Linked DNA regions of Mus musculus: region 1 is linked to region 2. Evidence: chromatin contacts called from public promoter capture Hi-C data. All regions are on one chromosome and are shown on one strand. The core of a region is the stretch at or near the end of the contact, and the rest is flanking DNA. Distances in the headings are between cores, read along the strand shown. Region 1 holds the start of Mthfsd (methenyltetrahydrofolate synthetase domain containing). Region 2 holds the start of Hsbp1 (heat shock factor binding protein 1).

Region 1 (5,914 bases), core at 1,650-4,149, 1.8 Mb after region 2:
AATGTAGTGAAAGAAACAGACTGTTGAGAATTGAAGTCATGGCTCAGTCTAGCTCAATACACTGAGCCCACCCATGCAGCAGTGGGATGGAAGTTGAGCCTTCAGGACTGAGGGCAGCTTAGGAAAGAGGAGTTACCTGCAGTGCCAGGAATCGGACACCTTCCAGGGGCTTATCAGGGTCCACTTTCACTTCCTGTGTCCCAGCAAAGACTTCCAGGTCTCTGATGCTCTGGCCAGCCAGGTAGGACCCCTAGTTAGGCAGAGACAGTGCCACCCTTACCTCCAGCACCAGGAAGCGGGCGTTTCTCTGAGGAGCGTCCGGGTTGACTTTAATGGTTCTGGCCACATGGAAAGCTTGCAGGTGTGGGAGGTGCCCCGCAGCCTGAGCAGCACCCTGTGTAGACGTGACTGTGTGTCACTGTGAAGACACGGACGGGCCAGGTCTGGCCTGGGCATCACAGCCCAGCATCCGCCCAGATTCCCCCAAGGAGACAGAAAGAGCCCAGGGTAGGAAGGGGCTAACCCAGAACTCAGTTCTTACGTGAAGAAAACTCTGAAGAGAGCCCAAATCCCAAGGGCAGAGTCTGCGGGATTTCCACAAAGAACGGAGCTTGTGTAAGGACAAGGATGCCCCGAAGGCCTTGATTTGTCTGACTCAGTCCCGAGACCAGGAGCTGGCCCTGTGCTTCCTGTACCCTCTTTCCTGCACTCCATCCGTTTCCCACAGATCACAGAAACAAAACTACTTGGAATGATGGCCTCTAGGGGCTATACAGTCTGCAGCACACTCGGTCAGGACCAGAGCGAGGCCAGTGTAGGAAGAAAGTCCTGGCAACACAGAGTGCTGGTGGATACCTGGTTTTAAGCACACGAGGGCCTTGGTATGTCTTGACAAAGCACTTCAGGTTTTTTTCAAACACCACCCCCCCTCTGAGACAGAGTTTTCTGCAGCCCAGTCAGGCCTCCAATTCACAGTGTAGCTGTGAATGACCTCAAACTCCTGACCCCCTGCCTCCACCTGCCAGGTGCCTCTGAGCCAGCACCTGGCTTACACTGCCTCTTTCAGGCAAGCTATTTTCCATGCAAACTATCAGCAATAGTTGGGTTGACTTATGTTTTGAACAGTTAGGACACTGAGGCCCAGGGCTGGTACTAAAGGCTGGGCTTCCCTCTGTGGGCTTCACAAGCCCCCCTTAAGTGGCTGAGGGAGGCCAGCTCCGTGAAAAGCACCAGGAGCTGCCACAGTGCAGAGACCATGGCCTAAGGGGTAAGGGAGTAGGACCCGTCCAAACACCACGTGTCCTCCAGGCCCTCTGGACTCTGCCTCCGCACACTGTGCCCCCCAAATCCGTCCCACCAGAAAGCAGTGGAGCTATGTCACTGGCACAAATAGCCTAATCCCTTTCTAACAATGCCAGGGACACTTCTGTACCTTGAAGTTGGGGATCCTGTGATGAACGGGTCGGGGAAAGTCAGCTATATCATGGGATTCCATGTAGTCCCAAATCCGTTCACGTATGCTTTGTTTGGAGACACCTACAAGAAGGAAGGACTGTGACGTACTGCTAAGAAGCAATCCCATAATGCACGTGGGCACATCTATACCTGCCACTGTGACACCACTTGCATAGGAATTTGCGACCGAGTCAGACCAGCTTAAGATAACCAAAAGTATTAGTTTTCCCTCGAGCTCCCTGGCCAGTTGAGAGAAGCACCTTCATTTCTGCTAGGAAGCTGGAACACACTGAAACCAACTGTAAATCAATCTGTAGTCTTTCCTCGGCAGTGCTAGGGGTTCCTGCATCCCAGGCAAGCTCTCTACGAGTGAGCTACACACCTTTTTGAGGCAGGGTGTCTCTCTGATCAAAATGGGGCTTGAACCTTTAAGTGCTCTTCCTTCAGCCCCCAAATAGTGAGGTTACGGGTGTGCCACCAGGTCTGGCTAGAAGGTCATCTTTTGAACTAGTTAGTGATCCAGTGGGTCACACCTGGGGCTTTAAGTGTGCTAAGCAAGAACACTATCACTGAGCCACACTCCCAACATGTCCTTTAAACTGTTAAATCTTACAAATGACCTTACAAACCTCACAAGGCAGGCGTATAGAAAGTACATTTGTCTTCCTTGATATTTATAGCTGGTGCAAGCCTTTAATCCGAGCTCTTGGGAGGCAGAGGCGCTCTAAATCTCTAAATTTTGAGGCCAGCCTGAAATACAGAGTGAATTCTAGGGCAGCCAGGATTACACAGAGGAACCCTGACTCGAAGAAAACAAAACAAAACAAAGCACAAAGATGTATTTATTGTATATGTGCACCGCCAGCAACCGAACCGGCGGGGTGTGCATGCAGGTGCGGGAGGGCACTGGGTCCCTTCCCGTGGAACTGGACTTGTGAGTCACCGCATAGGCTTGCTGGGCCTTTCTCCCTCCTCTCTTCTCCACCTCCCTCCCTTCCTCTCCCGCTCGCTCTCCTCTTTCACTTCTCTCCTCTCTCTCCCTTCCTCCCTCTCTCTCCTGCTGGTATCACAGCGTTTGCACCAGCAGACCCCACTGACCAGCAATGGTTGCCTTCCCTACTTTCGCGGCCGGTGCACTTGTCGAGAACGCTTTGCAGCGCGGGCCGGGTGCCTGCTGGGCGAGTGCTCGCCGCCGCTGCGCGACCTCCCCAGCCTGGCTGGCTAAAACCTGTCCAGCCAAGCAAGGCGAGGATGGGACTGATCCTCCCTCCCGGCTGCCAGCCTCGGCGTCCCAGCCGTACCAGGCCGAGCCGCGTCCTCCCCCACGCATGCGGACCACGGGAACAACCGCGCCGTCCCAGCCTCGGTTTCCCCATCACCCTCGGTCTTCCTCACCCTCCTGGGTCTCCATGGCTAACACGTCACCGAGCGACGCCCCGTAGCATGTCCCCGCGCGCTAGTGACGCCAGACGCCAGCGCTTCGTGCTGCACCTGCGCACTGAAGCTAGTGACCCGCAAGGTTCGCGCACGCGCGGTTGGTGCAGTGGGCGGACTCCCGTTCTGGGTTTGGGGTTCCCTGCAGTAGTAGCACCGACGCATTAGAGGACCAGAGGTCACCGCTGGAACTGCCTTGCAACGCGGATGCCCAGGATTTCCCGAGACACACACGCACACAACACGCATACATTTATACCGTATGGAACATATAACACTCTAGGGCGGACGAGATGGTTCAGCGAGATAAAGGCGCTTGTTGCTAAGCCTGACAACTTGAGTTCGATTCTCAGGACCCACACAGGGTAAAAGGAGAAAAATGACTCCCGAAAGTTGTCTTTTGAGCTTCACAAGCTCTGTGTGTGTGTGTGCGAGTATGTATAGTACCTATAGAAACATCCCTTGAAATTCAAGGTTAACAAGGAAACCTGTTTATAGGAGTGGATCTAGGGTTTCCAACTTTCTTTTCTGTACCATGAATTGTACCAGGAACACGTGGTTAGACATAAAAATAAAGACTGTTTATAAAGGAAAGGCACTCCTGAAATGAAGAGGGTTGTAAGTCAGGGACAGCTTGGTCGATTTTGTGTGTGTGTGTGTGTGTGTGTGTGTGTGTGTGTTCCCAATGCTTGTAGTCAGCATACTGTGCATTTGGAGCATCTGTTGGGCTAAGGATGTACAAGTCTGCACTGGCCACTCAGCTCCACACATCCTAGCCTCTGATTGGGGGATGTGAGGGCAGCTATTGTCTGATTGGGGGATGTAAGGGCAGCTAGTGTCTGTTTTGCAGCTTTGCCTTTGCACCTTGAACAGACAAGGCTTCCCTGAACTGCCCTGTACCTGAGAAAGGTGGCGTCATGGGTGCCATCTTCACGGATTCCCCGGTTGGTTAGAGATTGTTAGCACTCAGTCCTTCCTGCCCACTAATCACCAAAATGATTAGTACACTTTTTTTTTTTTTTTTTTTGAGACAGGGTCTGACTATGCAGCCCTGGCTGGCCTTGAAACCACAGACCCACTTGTCTCTTCTCCCAAGGGCTGTGAAGTTGTGAGCCACCATGCCTGGCTAATGTTTGCCTTTCCTGCCCTTCCCCAACCCCAGCTTCCTTTTTCTCTTCCTCTTCCTCCCTCATTTCTTCCTTTCTTCTGTCTCTTCCTGTTCCTTTAGGTGTTTTGAGACAGGGTTGTACTCTGTCCTGACCTTGAACTCACAATCCTCCTGCCTCAACCTCCCAAACTCCCATGTGCTAGGAGTACAGCCCAGTGTCACCGCACCTCAGCTTGCATGTTCTTGCGTGTGTGTGTGTGTGTGTGTGTGTGTGTGTGTGTGTGTGTGTGTTTTGGAGTCATGCTTCCTATGTGTGCAGGTGTGAAGAAGCTGGTGACACCCTCAAGAGCCACCCAGCTTGTTTTCTGACCCACTGCCAGGAATCAGCCTGTCTTTGCTAGATTTTCAAGTGCACACTGACATACCCAGATTTTTATTTTTAAACTTTAACATGGGTGCCTCTGACAAGGCAAGCATTTTACTGACTGAGCCCTTTCTAACTCCAAATGCCTCTGACTGAATCATGGAGCAGTGTCCTGTCCGGTGTCCTCTGATTCCTAGAATTATCATTACTGTCAGATTGTCCTCAGAGAAAGGACTGGGATCTGGACTTTTCACAGCACCTTCTGCATGGACACCAGGCTGCCCCCCCCCCCCAGTCCCCTGAAACCCTCTCTTAGATTAAACATGCTTCCCTGGAAGAGGAGAGGACACCTCTCCAGCAGGGTTTTAACAATCATCTATTTATTTATTTATTTATTTTGGATTATGAGGCAAGACCTCAGAGTCCAGGACCTACATGTTGGAAGGACAGAGCTGACTTCTGACTCCTGGAAGCTGCCCTATGACCTCAGCACAGTCAACCTGGTGCGTGTCCCCCTCCCCCGGACACATAAATGCAAAACATTTTTTAATTAAAATAGGAAGAGATCCTAACAACATGGCGTCTAGCCTGCCCAGATTCCCTCTCCTTCTGCTGTAGTGTGGCCTGGCAGCAGATACAAGCAGTTCCCACCACACTGAACTGGCGTAGCTGGAAAAAAATGGAAGAGGGTAAAGGGCCGCGCGTGTCAAGTACCTGAATGTGATAATGTGATGGACGGCAAAGACTCAGCGGGTGCGATGGGCCTGGAGATGGTCCTGGCTGAAGCAAAGTGACCGTGATCCTGGCTTTGTCACTCCTAAAGGTAAAGCAGGTGCCATGTCCAGGCAGTGGCTTGATCCCCACCGTGCCCCGGCTCTGCCCAGTCCATGTGCATCTTATTGTCCCAGAATCCATCTTCTTGTCACTTTGAGACACTAGTCCAAACTGGGGAGGTTGAGTACAGCTCTCAGCTATTCATGGCCTGAGTCTTAGAAAATCCCAGAGCAGTGGGAGAGGGGACCCTAGGAGGTTCTTGAACATTCTCCATCCACTGACTGGGGTGGAAAGACCTTTACTCTCTGCCTCATTTCTGTTCTATTTTCAGAATTATAATGATATTTTGATTTTTAAAATTTTCCTAATTTACAGAAAAATCTCAGGGCTGCTACAATGGAGGCACTAAGTTCAAAAGCCCCTATTTTGTTACATTTTGATACATTTTGTTACATTCATGAGACTCCGGCTTCCTATTTCTGTCAGCTGTGATACTTAGTGTCCACTGTCAGTTTGACAGACTCTAGGCTCACTTGGGAGAGGGGACTGGGAACTTGTGTGTGGGGGGATTATCTTGGAGGCATTAATTGGGGGTGGGTAGTGGGGGGGAGGATCCAACACTGTGGTGGGCATCACATTCCCTGACTGGGGTCCTGGACTGTGTGAAACAGAGCAGAGCTGAACACCAGCCCCCAGGTGGTCACCCTGGCTCCCTTCACTGTGGCTATAGTGTGTAGTTCCTGTCGTGTCTCTGTCCCCCTCCCGCCACATTGCCACTA
Region 2 (5,752 bases), core at 2,764-5,263:
ACAAGAGAAAAATCATTATCACTTTGGAGCAAAGTCAAAATAAATACAATGAGAAGCAAAACAATAACAAGAAGGTAGAGAAACGGACAGCTGCCTTTAATTGTGTTCTGAGAAGAAAAGCCAGGGGGGGTGATGCACACCTCTGATCTCAGCACTCAGGAAGGTGAAACAGGAGGGGCATCTGGATTTACTATTAGTGACAGCTGCTGCTTGCTTCCTTCCTCTTCTTCTTCTTCCCCCTCCCCCCTTTCCTCCTCCTCCTCCACTTCCTCCTCCATTTTATTCTGGGTTTTTCTCTGGGTTCAGCTGGTTGGTTGGTTGGTTGGTTGATTAGTTGGTTGGTTGATTGGTTGGTTGGTTGGTTGGTTAGTGGGTGGTTTATTGGTTGGTTGGCTGGCTGACTGGCTGGCTTGTTGGGTGATTGGCTGGTTGGATGGGTGGGTGGCTAGGTGGTAGGCTTATTGATTGGTTAGCTGGCTGACTGATTGGTTGGCAGACCTCTACCCCAACTGTGCAAAGCCCTGCATTCCCTGAGGAGCCCGTGATGGCAAAGATGAGGTCGGGGCTGTGATCAAGAGCCTTTATCTTCTATGGGTGATTTTCTCCTTAGAACATAAAGTCATCCTCTGGGAGAAAGAGGGATGACATAGCAGGTTGGGGAAACCTGGAGAGGTTAGGGATGCCCTGTGAAAGGGCAGGAGCCACCCTAGGTACTGGGAAGATGAGCCCTCACTTCCTGTGTATCAGCTACCTGTCTTGTTACTAAGATAAACTAGCCAACAAAAGAAGCTCAGAGGACAAAGGAATTCTTTGGGTTCCCAGTTTGAGGGTACAGTTCATCACAGTGGGGGGTGCACAGCAGCAGGAGCTTGAGGCAGCTGGTCACATGGCATCCACAGTCAGGAAGCAGAGAGCGATGACTACAAAGCTCAGTTCACTTTCTCCTGATTATTCAGTCCTGGACCCACAATCAAGGTGGGTCATCCTTCTTGTTAACCCTATGACACTCCCTCAGAGATACACCCAGAGGGCTGGAAAGACAGCTCCCCATTAAGAAAGCATAATGTTCCCACAGAGGACCTGAGTCTCACACCACTCACAACCACCTGCAATTCCAGCTCCCCAGAAATCCAGCACCTCTTGCCTCCCTGAGCAAGAAGACACACACACACACACACACAGAGAGAGAGAGAGAGAGAGAGAGAGAGAGAGAGAGAGAGAGGATCTGACACCATCTTCTGGCCTCCACAGGCACCAGGCATGTGGGAGGTGCCACAGACATATATGCATACAAAATATCCATATACATAAAGTAAAATAAAAACCTAAGCAAATGTAATTTTTTAAAAAGACGACGGGGAATATAGCTCAGTGACAGATACAGAACTTACCTGTCATATCGAAACCTGTAGGGTTCAATCCCTATTACTGAAGAAGAAGAAAAAAAAAATCTACACACTAGGGTCCTCCTTTATTTAAATGCAAGACAGAAGTATGAAGAATGGCCCAGCATGAACCAAAAGCCATCAAAGCAAGCGCTTGTAAACCCAAGTTGTCCCGAACACAGAGATGGGAATTACAACTTAAAATTAATCCAGGTCTCTGCATATATGCACAGCAGCTTCATTAACAGAACAAAACTCATGTGTGCTCCCTATCAGCCTCCCACAAAGAGGGCAACAGCCCTAAGTGTAGAGAGGGTTTTTGTGGCCAGGCAGTGGTGCTGCACGCTTTTAATCCCAGCACTTGGGAGGCAGAGGCAGGTGGGTTTCTGAGTTCGAGGCCAGCCTGGTCTACAGAGTGAGTTCCTGGACAGCCAGGGCTACACAGAGAAACCCTGTCTCAAAAAGAGAAGAGAAGAGAAGAGAAGAGAAGAGAAGAGAAGAGAAGAGAAGAGAAGAGAAAGAGAAGAGAAGAGAGACTTAACACACCAGAAATCACATCTGTCCTTAAGTATAAGAAGAAAATTAATCTATCACTCAGGAGGGTCAAGTTTGCAGTTTAGATGAAGAAAAATTCAAACAAACAAAGCCAACAACTGCCAGTGTCCTAGGAAGGAAAGAGGGGAGGAGGCAGAGGCTGGAAAAATGGCTCACAGTTGAGAGGACCTGAGTCTGATTCCCAGCACCCATACTGGGCTGCTCACAATTGTCTGTAACTCCAGCTCCAGGGACCCAACACCCTCTTCTGGATTCTGAGGGTGCCTGTATTCCTGGACACATGCACACACGTGCGTGCACACACACACAATCGCTTTGCTTGTCTACCATGGGAAGGGAGTCCTCCGTGTGAATTGAGGTTGGGGGAGAGGGAGAGGGGGCTGGGGAGGATGTGGTCAGATGACAACTGGGGAAGACAGCTGAACCACACATCTATCTCCCTGGCCAGGCCTGACCCACCTTAGTTACCAATGCTAATAAGACTTAGTCTTCCTTCAGCTAAACAAACTGCAGTTACCCCACCCTCACCCCAAAACACAGTCCTGAGACCAAGCTTGTGTGTCAGTTGCAGACAAATAGTCAGGGGCCATTCTGTGGGACTGGAAGTTGGGGTCCTCACTCAACAGAAAGCAGAATTTTGAAAACTTTCCCAGATGCTGCTGAAGAAGAACACACGGTAAGTAAATAACTTAGGGAAGGTCACAGACCTGGTCCCTTTTGAAGCTGGGCCTCAGCCTGGGTCTGGTGGACGCTGGAGTTCCCTGTTTCTCTCCTTTACTAAACTGTCTCCTGGCCTGTAGCCATCCATGTGCCTGTACAATTCACTGTAACGTAGGAACATGGAGAACTCTGGCCGGTGTTGGCTCTGCAGAGGGGATCAGCCACTCCTCCTGCCCTGTCTAGAGTCTTCCTTAAGCTGCCCAACTCCCTATAACAGCCCCAAGGTAGGGTGGAACAATCGGACCTTATATCCTAACGCCGCGTACCTTCACTGGTTTGCTAGACTCAGAGACACCCCCACTCCAGTCCATAAATGTAAAGAATTGGATCTGTCTTAGTTAGGACATCTATTGCTGTGAAGAGACACCATACCCACAACAACTCTCATAAAAGAAAATATTTAACTGGGGCTGGCTTACAGTTCAGAGGACTAGTCCACTATCATCATGACAGGAAGCATGGCATGTGCAGGCAGACATGGTGCTGGAAGAGGAGCTGAGAGTTCTACATCTGGATCCACACACAGCAGGACACTGGCCAGGCTTGAACTTCTGAAACCCCAAAGTCCGCCTCCTAGTGACACACCTCCTCCAACAAGGTCACACCTACTCCAACAAGGCCAAACCTCCTAATAGGGCCAGTCCCTATGGGCCTATGGGGCCATTTGTATTCAAATGACCACGATATTCTATCCCAGCCTCCTCCACTGCCTGCACTGTGTTTTGTCTGTGTGAGGTTGTTGGGTCTCCTAGATTTGGAGTTGTGAGCTACCCTGTGGGTGCTGGGAATAGAACCCGGGTCCTCTGGAAGAGCAGTGAGTGCTCTTAACCGCTGAGCCATCTCTCCAGCCCCCTAATGTTTTTTAGTAGTAACAGAACACTTTCTTATTTTGTGTGTATGTTTATGTGTGTATGCATGCATGTCACAGCAGTGCACACACAATTTGTGGGAATCGAGTTTCTGCTTCCAACATGTGGATCACAGAGATTGAACTCACAGTGTCAGACTTTGAAGCAAGCTCGTCACCGGCTTCGCCTTGCAAGGCCTGAGTGCCTAACTACATCCATGGAAGAAGCCAACGCTAATCCCCACAATTTTGGTCCATTTCCGGCGTTTTCTCCTCCTCTTCCTCTCGGTTCAGCCTTCAGGGTGGAACTGGGCGGAAGATGAAGGCGGAGCTAAGAACTGGGGGGCGTAGCTTATCCGCAGGCAGGACAATCTGAAGCCTCCTAGGACCTTCCGGTGCGTGGCAGAAACTACAACACCCACAATGCCTCGCGGTCCCGTGACCGTGTAGTCGCGAGAACTGTCGGCTTGTGGGCGTCTGCGCCGAGAAACCGAAGTGTAGGTGACGGTTCCGAGACATCGCCGCCAAGCTGGGCACCGGGGAGATGGCCGAGACGGACCCCAAGACCATGCAGGACATCACCTTGGTGGTAAGCGGCAGCCTCATATGGGCCTGGACACCCCGGGGCCGCTCTCGGCCCTGGCGTGGGGTGTGGCCAGCGGCCTCGGCCCGCGCACCTGCGGGGCTCGCCCTCCGGTCGGCCCCGACCCGGACCCTCCGGACCTGACCCGCAGGGACACCGATCCGAGCTGGCAGGCCCTTGCTGAAGGCCTCACACTCCAGCCGGGAACCACCACCACCCCACCCCCCCTTCATGCCTGCGTCCTCGGCTCCCCAACGCCGGTCCCAGGAAGGGGGTCTCGGCATAGGTTGGGATCGGCTGACTTGTCCTGGTTTCTCTTAGGTGGAGACGCTCTTGCAGCAGATGCAAGACAAGTTTCAGATCATGTCAGACCAGATCATCGGAAGGAATATCCTTTTGATTTGGAGGCAGTTTCTTAACTGTGGGGGTGAGCGGGGTGGTTTACAAACAGATTTCAGTTAGTCATTTAGAAATTGCCTTTTTTTTTACAAAGGGTTTATTATTTTTAATTATATGTATAAGGGGGTACTGGGAGTGACTGAGACCAGAGGCGTTGGATCCCCTGGAGCTGGAGTAACAGGCGGTTGTGAACTGCCCAGTACACTCGTGCCCTCTGCAGGAGCCTCGCGTGCTCTTAACGGCCGAGCCTTTTCCCCGTCCCCACTTAGAAGTGTCTTTCCTGATCTTGGCTATATTGTGTTCCCGTGGAGGACTGTGCCAAGAGCCAGAGACACAGCGAGACCTACCCCAAGCCCTTGTTGGTGCCCCTCCAGAACACCAGTAAAGGGGTTTGCATGGTAACCGTTGTCTGGGAGTACTTCTAGAGTTGGAGGTGTAGGGAAGAAAACTCACCCCAGTCCCCCCGAACCCCGACCGCCAGGCTGTCACTGTAGCCAGATGAAACTGGGGAAGCAGCTGTTTAAACCAGTGGGCGGGGGCCTGGGGGGGAGAGGCCGAGGTGAGGTGATGCTGCCGTGCGGGCTCTTTAACTGTGCCACTAGATGACATGAGCAGTCGGATTGACGACCTGGAGAAGAATATCGCTGACCTCATGACCCAGGCTGGAGTAGAAGAACTGGACCCTGAAAACAAGATTCCTACTGCCCAGAAGAGTTGAAGGTGAGGGGGGGGGGTTACCTCAGCGTAAAACGCCCGTCAGTGCGACGGGGTGGGGGGGTGTCGTTGATCGGTTATCAGGAGACCTCTCTCCTCCCCACCGGTGAACTCCCAAGTTTTTGAAATACCACCCGAAGTGAGATCTGACGCCCTCTTCTGGTGAGTCTGTAGACAGCTACAGTGTACTTATCTATAATAATAAATCTTCAGGCCGACCTGAGCGAGCACAGGTCCTAAATTCAATTCCCAACAACCACGTGAAGGCTCACAACCATCTGTACAGCTACAGCGTACTCATATACGTAAAATAAATAAATCTTTAAAAAGAAAAGAAATGTTCCATGCCAAACTAGTTCCTTGGGTAGATTTCACATTTCCGAGTTGTATTACTTCAAACTTACTGTATCAGTGCCAGGCATGTGCCAATCTTTTTCCTCATAGCACGATGTCAGCTATGAAATTCCCACCTAATCCCAGCACTTGGGAGGCAGAGGCAGGCAGATTTCAGAGTTCGAGGCCAGCCTGGTCTACAAAGTGAGCTCCAGG

What was found. Capture Hi-C pulls out chosen DNA fragments and counts their contacts.
Region 1: a contact with region 2 is called in a promoter capture Hi-C map of liver, with 2.5 times the contacts expected there. The contact joins the promoter of Mthfsd here to the promoter of Hsbp1 in region 2. A contact is called at or near these places in 3 of 484 Hi-C or Micro-C datasets (CD4 T cells and the G1E-ER4 cell line) and 1 of 9 other capture datasets (liver).

What each region holds. Positions count from the first base shown.
Region 1 is chr8:121,105,438-121,111,351 of GRCm38.p6, forward strand. It overlaps Mthfsd (methenyltetrahydrofolate synthetase domain containing), which reads right to left and starts at 2,900. Exons shown (of 9, transcript NM_001372381.1): 1 at 2,851-2,900; 2 at 1,433-1,536; 3 at 137-250. The coding sequence starts at 2,866.
Region 2 is chr8:119,340,525-119,346,276 of GRCm38.p6, forward strand. It overlaps Hsbp1 (heat shock factor binding protein 1), which reads left to right and starts at 4,014. Exons shown (of 4, transcript NM_024219.1): 1 at 4,014-4,096; 2 at 4,412-4,478; 3 at 5,089-5,209. The coding sequence starts at 4,052. The coding sequence ends at 5,207.